Linked DNA regions of Zea mays: region 2 is linked to region 1. The links are chromatin contacts, called in public Hi-C maps. All regions are on one chromosome and are shown on one strand. The core of a region is the stretch at or near the end of the contact, and the rest is flanking DNA. Distances in the headings are between cores, read along the strand shown. Region 1 holds the start of LOC100274235. Region 2 holds the start of LOC100193477 (putative TCP-1/cpn60 chaperonin family protein).

Evidence for each region. Hi-C and Micro-C count contacts between places; a contact is called where the count stands out from the background.
Region 2: a contact with region 1 is called in a Hi-C map of bundle sheath, with 3 times the contacts expected there. The contact joins the promoter of LOC100193477 here to the promoter of LOC100274235 in region 1. A contact is called at or near these places in 7 of 25 Hi-C or Micro-C datasets (bundle sheath, ear, leaf and 3 more).

The regions. Positions count from the first base shown.
Region 1 is chr2:224,105,349-224,109,750 of Zm-B73-REFERENCE-NAM-5.0, reverse strand. LOC100274235 reads right to left here and starts at 2,607. Exons shown (of 5, transcript NM_001148605.1): 1 at 2,452-2,607; 2 at 1,436-1,486; 3 at 1,123-1,369; 4 at 964-1,041; 5 at 10-785. The coding sequence starts at 2,513. The coding sequence ends at 510.
Region 2 is chr2:224,397,018-224,401,419 of Zm-B73-REFERENCE-NAM-5.0, reverse strand. It overlaps LOC100193477 (putative TCP-1/cpn60 chaperonin family protein), which reads right to left and starts at 2,403. Exons shown (of 15, transcript NM_001254862.2): 1 at 2,141-2,403; 2 at 1,579-1,642; 3 at 1,361-1,496; 4 at 460-611; 5 at 332-379; 6 at 152-244; 7 at 1-6. The coding sequence starts at 2,274.

The DNA.
Region 1 (4,402 bases), core at 1,358-3,857:
ACACCAACTGATCATAAGAACGTTTTACCATGTGTATGTGTTTATGTCATCATGAATTCAGGAAAGTTATAACACTCCATCCGCTCTTTTTTATTTCTAGCGGTTTAGTTCTAAAATAAACTAGCAGACGACAAATATTCAATCACCAGACGTTCACCATTTCTGTCTGATCAAAATAGCACCCAGTTGGTCCATCATCGGGGAGGAGAGCTAGCATGACTGGCCCTCTCGCACCTTGTTCAGGCGTCAGGACCCCCAGATTCCAGTTGATGTCCGTCTTGACAAAGCCAGGTCGCACACAGTTGATGCGCATCTCCGGATACCTCCTTGCCATGATCCTGGTGTACAGATTGATGACCATTTTCGATACGCTGTAGGCTGGTAGCATCACGGGCCACCCAGCCTCTTCCAGCCGCCCGCTCCTCAGGTCCTCCAAGAATGTGTCGAGCACTGCTTCTATCCGGTCCTCGTCCCAGATGTCAATGTTGCTCAAATCGTTTCGCAGCTTCTCATTTGGCATTCTCTGGCAACAATATAATCAGGGTGAGTAACATAGATATCTTCTCTGTTCGTGCAGGAATGCAGGAGCTCCACACCTTCAGCTCCGACGCAAGTGAGGAGGCATTGACAATCCTTGCTCCTCCTGATGTAGATAGCTTCAGAAGTGGAAGAAGAGCTTCTGTTACCCGTTTGCATCCATAGTAATTGGTATTCAGACAGTTGAATGCCTCATCATTGGTATTCTGGAATACTTCTTTCAGAAGATTAGCTGCCCTGCCAGATGTCTGAAACACAAACATTTATCACTGGCTGTGGTACCAATAACAGGGAAAAGCACGAAGTAATTAAATCATCATATACTGAGATTCTTCTCACTCCAAGAGACTACAGGTGCATTCTGAACACAAAGTAAACATCATGCATGAATAGATAAGCTGCCAAAAGCTAGAATAATATAATTACCCATGTCTCTGCATCAATGTTAAGAGCTTTCAGGCCTTCCTCATCTGCTACAATTCCTGAAATAGCTGCATTGTTCACCTGTAACACCCACCATACCATCAATTAGGTGTACTAAAGACACAAAGTACTAAAAACAGGAGTAGAGCACGATTTAATTACCAAGATGTCGAGCTTCCCATATCTTCTTTCTACATACCGGGCCAATGTGGTGGCACTATCATCATCTCTGACATCGAGCTGATGGAATATGATATTTGGGAGTTGGCATTCACGGCGAAGGGTCTCGGCAGCATCTTTTCCTCGTTTCTCATCCCTTGCTGTAAGGATAACTGTCACACCCTTGAGAGCAAGCTGGCGGCATACTTCTAGGCCAACTCCTTTGTTTCCTCCTGTGACCACCGCAAGTCTGATGCACTGGCCAATATTAGCATTCATGAAAGAACGACATGGCTCTGGAAGAGGATCGAATCACCTTTCAGGAATCGCTTCAGCAGAGCCATGATGCCTCGCTGCGTCGTCAAGCCTGTGGTTGAACATGATTCTTGTTACTGCATCAGATCAATGAAGCGGCAAAAAATAAAAAAACTAGAGGCTGGAGAATGGAGAATAAGCAAGACAATCATGTCCCTTCAAAAGCATCAAATAAAACAGTAAAAACAACAATGTAAGTCTCTAAATTCAACTTTTCATATTTGTATTTAGTGGATGATTTTAACTTAATCCTTGAACTTAGGCCTTACCGTTTTACTTAGGGTCTATTTAGTTCGCTGCCTAGCTTGCCATACTTTGCCTAACCTAGTCAAAGTGTCACAGTTAGTTACGAACCAAACAGTCCCTTAGTGCATCTATAACGAATCTTGGTGCAATTTCTACAGTTGTTACAGAATTGCTAAAATAAATCTACCAAATTCTGTATGAAAAATTTTGAACAGCATACCCTAAAATAAATCCTAGATCTGCTACTAGCCCCAAAATTGCCACAATGTTACATGTATCCTTCTCTCTGGTTTCTCCATCATCTAAAAAAGGTTTTGTTTCAGGAAACAAGGATGTGACTCAAATTTTGCTCTTGGGGTTGGTTCTTAGTCTCAGTCTGTGTATTCGCTTCTTCTTTATTAATAAATGACCAGCTAATTCTTGCCGGTTGCTTTTCGAAAGAAAGAAAAAAAGATGCGACTCAAAATGCATCGTTTTCATTAAGAGATATACAGCTGAATCGGCACCGCAGATTGCTATAAAGCTGCTTTTGGTTGACCATTGTTTCAGATCATAGAAAGACCTTTCTTTCTTTCTTTCTTTCGCACGTAGCTACGTATACTACTAGCAATGCACAATAGTAAGACTAAAAAGAGTGAGGCGTCGAACACGGGGCTGGAACAGGCTTGTTCTGCTCGTCGATTCTTCAACCACTCCTGTCATGTACAGCTACCGCATGAACAGACGCAGTATTTAACAGCGCAGGCGGAGGAAGCAGAGGGGGGCTACAACCTGTTCGGAGACGATTCCTGCTCTTGCGTCGCGCCGGCGGCAACGTGCGCAGCTTTCTCCATGAGGTGGGAGTTGCTGTGGGGGTGAGGAGGAGTGGAGTTCCGATGAGGTTGAGCGGCGGCGGACAGGACAGTGCAGGAAAGATTCGTTGACCAGTGGTGGGGCGGAGTGGAATGGGTAGGTGAGCGTAGTCGCGATTGTATAGTGGAGTGGGGCCCAGAAGTCGCCACTGCACTGCTCGCTGTTCCAGCTGGCTGCACCTTGTTTACGTCTCCGTTAAATCTACGTTTTGTGCTATATATTATACTCTTTATAAAGTAAAGTTTAAAATATAGAATGAAATAGTATATATCCAACATGTGAAGTTTGAGTACCCAACAGTGATGAAACAAACATCTCTTTGAGGAGCCACCAGCAATCCAGCATCGCCGTGAAGATTGAGGCGAGGGCTATCAGGCTGTGTGCCTGGCTTGGGTGCTCCTGGGCCTGGCGGCGTGAGGAGCCAGCGCACGGGCGAGATCAAGCGAGGAAGGTGCACACTTGGGCTGGGCTAAAATGGGATTGCGAGCTAGTGGGTTAAAATTTCGGTTTAAATCGAACACTGGACTAAATTTTGGTTTCTCAAAAATTGTAACCAAAGAATTCTAATGTTTGATCGATTTTCGGGGTTTTTTTTTGCCCAGGCCTATTTGTTAAGTGTGTTGCATTCTATTACAAGGCGCGGGTATTTATAGGAATAGTCAGGGTTGGTAGACCCAAGTACGAATATACCTCCGACTACCGGCTATATTTCTTACGTGTACAATACAGCAGGGTAATTAAAGGTATGTAAACATGAGTTCCCCTATTACACCTGAATTAATACCCATGTGTAGTCGCTGGCAGGTGGTTCTAGGGTGATCGAGCACCGTTCCGATGTAGTCGAACGGTGCGAGGGTTCGGCACCTGTCTCCTTTCCCGTGGATGAAGACATGGGCCCTTCGCATCCTTTGTTGGCCTGTCGGGGTCGACCGCCTTCGCCATTGCTGAGTCACGAGCAAGTGTTTTTTTAACGAATCGTTTAGCAAAATGGCTCCTCTTGACGTGATAGAAGGGGAGTGATAGGAGGATCTGTTAGAAGCTATTTTTTGGCTTTGACTCCTCTTTAAAAATGGCTCCGGCTCCTCAGTATTCTTTGTTGTGAACTCCTTTTTTAGACTGTTTGTCTGTTTGAGAGAGCTCATCCAAGAGCTATAGCCGGTTTGGGAGTCCTCCCAACAGATCCTTAGTATGGTTTTTTTTTATCACCAATTGATATCCATTGGAGCATCTCCTGTGTATGTGGACGTGCAAAACACTATTTTGTGCTATATAGATTGTATTGTGTATAGAGTGAAGTTTGAAATAGGGTTTGGGATACGAAGACTGCTAGAGATAGATAGGCTTATGATTGGTTCTTGTTCCAACCGTTATACTTTAGTATCGGTTTTTGCCAATAATTGGTATTCACATTTCGAAGTTTCAGCATAGATTGGTGTGTTATACTACTCTCATCCTCATTAGTCTATAGTTCTACCTTGGATAGCACTTACACTACTGCATGTCGAGGCATGCAGAATCGATTGCAGATGCAATGCACTGGGAGCTCTGAACGGTAAAACAAAAGCAAGAGGCAAAAGGGTCCGCGCTCCCTCCGGCCGACCGGATATGATCCTCGCGTGTCTGACGCCCAGGGAGCACGTCCCTGTCACCGCCACTTCCTCCACCGCCCAGGGAGCCCAATCCCATCCTAGCTAGTAGCTACACGTGCTCGCCCCCACACCCGGCCCGGCCGGCGTTCACTGAACCTGTGATCGAGAGCAAGAAGGCGAAGACGGCGCGTGCTGTTCTTGTTCTTGGAGCACCGGGGGCCGGCCATGGAAATATGGAATTGGAAGGAGGAGGAGGGCTCGATCGGTACCTGTAAACTGAA
Region 2 (4,402 bases), core at 1,154-3,653, 290 kb before region 1:
CTCAACCTACAAGAATAGCATGGCACATTTGTAAAAGTTATGACATCCCTCTATATACCATTATCAAGTTACATTGCTATGTTAACACAACGCCATTCTTTAAAAAGGCTATGAAATTTAGCACAATGTCGTATAAAAAAAGAATATGTACCAGACGGGTGTCAACATCAAATTTGTGGCGCATGTGCATTATTTCCACCATAAATAGATCAATTGGTTCATCTGGTTTGCGAATGCACAGAACCTATAACAGCAGAAAATTCAAATATGCTTCAAAATGGACAGGTATAGAAACTTTTCTCAGAAAAACGACAAGAGAAATCAAACATACTGCATTCACAACAATATCAGTCAACTGATCAGCCAACCCTTCATACAACTGCAACAAAGCGAGTCCATGTAAAACATGTGGCACACAGGTAAATTTCTTATGACACGGCAGATGAAAGACTGTAGTACCTTTGTCCTAAGTGTTGTTCTTGCTACCATTTTTAAGGTATCTCTGTCAGGTTCTTCACCAGTAACGACTGGCGTCTTGAACTTATCGAGAAAATCAAGACACGCTCTCTTAGCAACATCAAAACCATCAACCAAGAATCTTGGATGAGTTCCTACAAACAATTATAGAAAATAGCTTATTTCAAGAAAGGCTTCATCCAAAAAGACAGCTCTCCTAGTACAAGATAGTAGAACCTTGGCATTCTAGAATATTATTTTTTGCTAACTAATGTAATAACATCCATGTAAGCCTGGTATACATATTACTCATGTTCCCTAAACACAATGAGCTGCACAAGAACTTCCCAGCATACCTTCAGGTTTACAAGAAAAAAAAAGAATGCTTAATCAAGATTGTGTTTGTGTTGCTCTCTAACTTTAAACATGGAAATTGACTGCCATCTGAGTTCAAACAACGTCAAAATAATATTAATTGGGTGTCATGAATCATCACATAAATCATGTGATATCCCTAAACCATTAGCAATGCTTCACCCAGAAAGGATATTTCTTTTATATCTGATGAGATAAAGATAAAGATTCAAACTGCAGACCCGTTCTTAGAACAAAATGCCGCGTCAATTCAGGAACTCCAAACCACAATCTACAGTAAAATAATATCCAGAAAGGTTAACATCAAGTAAAAATTCTTACCAACAAATGGCAGCTACACCTGACATAATTGTATAGTGTAACTAGGAAAATCACCTTATATAGGTATAAATATGGTTGTACATTAATTTCCTAAATGCCAACATGATATCTCAAACACAGTAAAAGAAGTTTCAAAAACCACAAAATGAAATCAATACACCAACCCAGAGAAGATTAGACAAGTTCCCAGAACAAACCAACAACATACCTTCATCGATGCACCGCTCAGACTGCTTCATTAGCTCCCCGATAAATAGCACAGTGGAGGTTGTGCCATCACCACTTGTGTCATCCTGTGCCACAGCCGTCCTCGCAATCATGATTGCAGTTGGGTTCTGAATTTGCTGCAAATTAAAAAAAAACACCACCAAGTACATAAATCATCAGGATGTCAATAGAATGTTTCTGTGAAAGATGAAGTCATACCATTTCCTTCAAGAGGGTGTTCCCATCCTTCGTCAGCTTCAGGTCACCAGCTCCACCCACAAGCCTGAGCAGCACAAACCAAACGCCAGCAAATTCTAATGAGCAGCCCATAACAAATTTTGCACCTTTTGTATTCAATTAGGTAACTGCCAGAAGTGCAACATCTCATCGGAAAACCTAAGGCAATCAGATTACTTTTTCGCTATAAATCTGAACAACTGAAACGAGCAAGTGGCCAATTTGTTACAAATAAGCAAATACACTGCCAAATGGAGATCCAAGCAGAAATCGCCACGCGCAATTTCATACATGAATTAGATCACGCGGAGCCAACCAAACGAGAAACAGAAAACAAAGGGGAGACCATGCCTCTCAAACCTACAAGTGAACAACTACACCACCACGAAACCTAGACCCATAGTGCCGCACAAAAAATATAGGATCAAACCCTACGGGCCATCGAAAATCTAGCAGAAGGTGATCTGGCGATAACGCACAAACTAAAGAGCTACGCGAGCTGGGGCGGCGCGAGAAGAGGGAAGAGGAGGGACAGGAAGGTTACATCTTGATGGTGCCCTTGGGGCCGAGGTTGGTCTTGAGCACGTCCTGGAGGCCCTTGGCGGCGTTGATGTTCATGTGCAGCGCTGCCGACTTGTTGAGCACCTCGGCGTTAGGGTTCAGCACGCGGAGCGACATGGCTGCTGCCTTTGCTCGCTTGCTCCACCCGGAGATCTCGAAAGCGGCGGCGGCGAAGTGATCTCGACCAAGCAGGAGCGGAGCGGGAGCAGTAGGGTTTTGGGCGAGTGCGGGTTGTGATTTGCTCTTCTCTCTTCTGGAGATGTCGAGACGACGCTTTGTTGATGGGCCGTGGTCTGTTGGGCCTAGGCCCAGAGCTTCGGTTGCGCGAAAAAGTGGGCTGGTGTCATGGGCTGTTTCAGGTTTGAGATATGAGCCAACAAATACTCTCTCCATCTTATAAAATAAGGCGGACATGTTTCTAGAAATGTAAACGTTTTAAAATTTTAACTAATAATTCATTAAAAATATATTATATTCGTTCTTGGATATTTGTTTTCATTAGTTTATTTTTGAACTAAAACTCGGTAAATAAAAAATTGGAGTGGGTATATTTTTAGTGTATGCATGTTATATACTTGAACTTATATTTAAAATACTTTAATATAATGCTCAATTTGTATTTGTCGATTTCATATTTTTAAAGAAATTAATGATAAAAGTTTCACTTTAAGGAAAAAATATACATATTATTTTAGTGTATGAAGGGAGTATTTTGCATTATCTCGTCGTACTTATCCTCACAAAACTGAGAATGGGTTACTTTGTTACTCCACTAGTTCCCCAGTGTTCTCCTCTGTTTTTAGTAGTAAAAGTCATCATTCTTCCTTCAAATAAAGGGGAGTTGGATCTCCCCAAATACGGAGGACCCCATAATAACTATCAGATGGATTTGTAATGTAATCTTTATCCAACAGATCAAATAATATGATATCTTAGCCTCACTGAATGGTGATATCCTGATCCAAGGCTTAATATAATTAATAGAATATTCATATTAATAAGGTGGGATGTCTATCTCGAAGGAAGCTCCAAGTTAAGCGTGTTTGTCTTGGAGTAATTTAGGATAGGTGATCGTTCGAAAAGTTTTCTCGAGTGCGTACGAATGAGGTCAAAGTACGCACAAAAACATGTGTTGGTTTGTGGGACAATATACGCGTGATTAGATGTCTGCTCCGCGGCTGTACCGCATTCGTGGAACAGTAAAGCGCATGATGTTTGGTTCATTGTTCCACCCATACAGGCTGCACGCCTGCACATATGCAAATTTAGGTCCCATGCAGGCTAAGCGGGCACACGACGAAGGGCGAGCACGTCCTGGGTGGACGCACGCAGTGGCATAGAAATCGAGATGGCTTTTTAATTTAACTTGTTTTTATATCTTCTAATTAAATGATTTAATCACCGAACTAATTTTATATTTATGTTTATAAGATTTTTATAAGCAAAACTAGACTACTCATGCTATGTAATATTTAAAGTTTATTTATACTCTCTCATACGCTTGTTGATGCAGACAACCAAACAGATTTCATATCCGTCCTGAATGTATCGATACAAACAACCAAACAAAAGTCTATGTACGAATGTAGCCTGTCCACAAGGAGTCTAGCTCCTCACGTACAAACCATACTACCACGGTGCAACAACCAATCACACTCTATATGATCCCAGAGCTGACATGAGTACGTATCACCAGTCTGGGAGTGAACGGGGTGTTACAAGTGGATGGCTTTTTAATTTAACTTGTTTTTATATCTTCTAATTAAATGATTTAATCACCGATCTAATTTTATATTTATGTTTATAAGATTTTTATAAGCAAAACTAGACTACTCATGCTATATAATATTTAAAGTTATTTATACTCTCTCATACACTTGTTGATGCAGACAACCAAACAGATTTCGTATCCGTCCTGAATGTATCGATACAAACAACCAAACAAAAGCCTGTGTACGAATGTAGCCTGTCCACAAGGAGTCTAGCTCCTCACGTACAAACCATACTACCACGGCGCAACAACCAATCACACTCTATATGATCCCAGAGAGCTGACATGAGTATGTATCACCAGTCTGGGAGTGAACGGGGTGTCACAAGTGGTATCAGATCTGACCCTCGCGTTTTCACGGGCGTGTGTGGGCTAGGGGCGGGTATATGACGCATGGTGCATGTGGGTATCAGACAACAGCACACTTGTGTGCTTTCCTCTTCTTTCTTCTCCATTCATCTTCAGTTTTTGAAG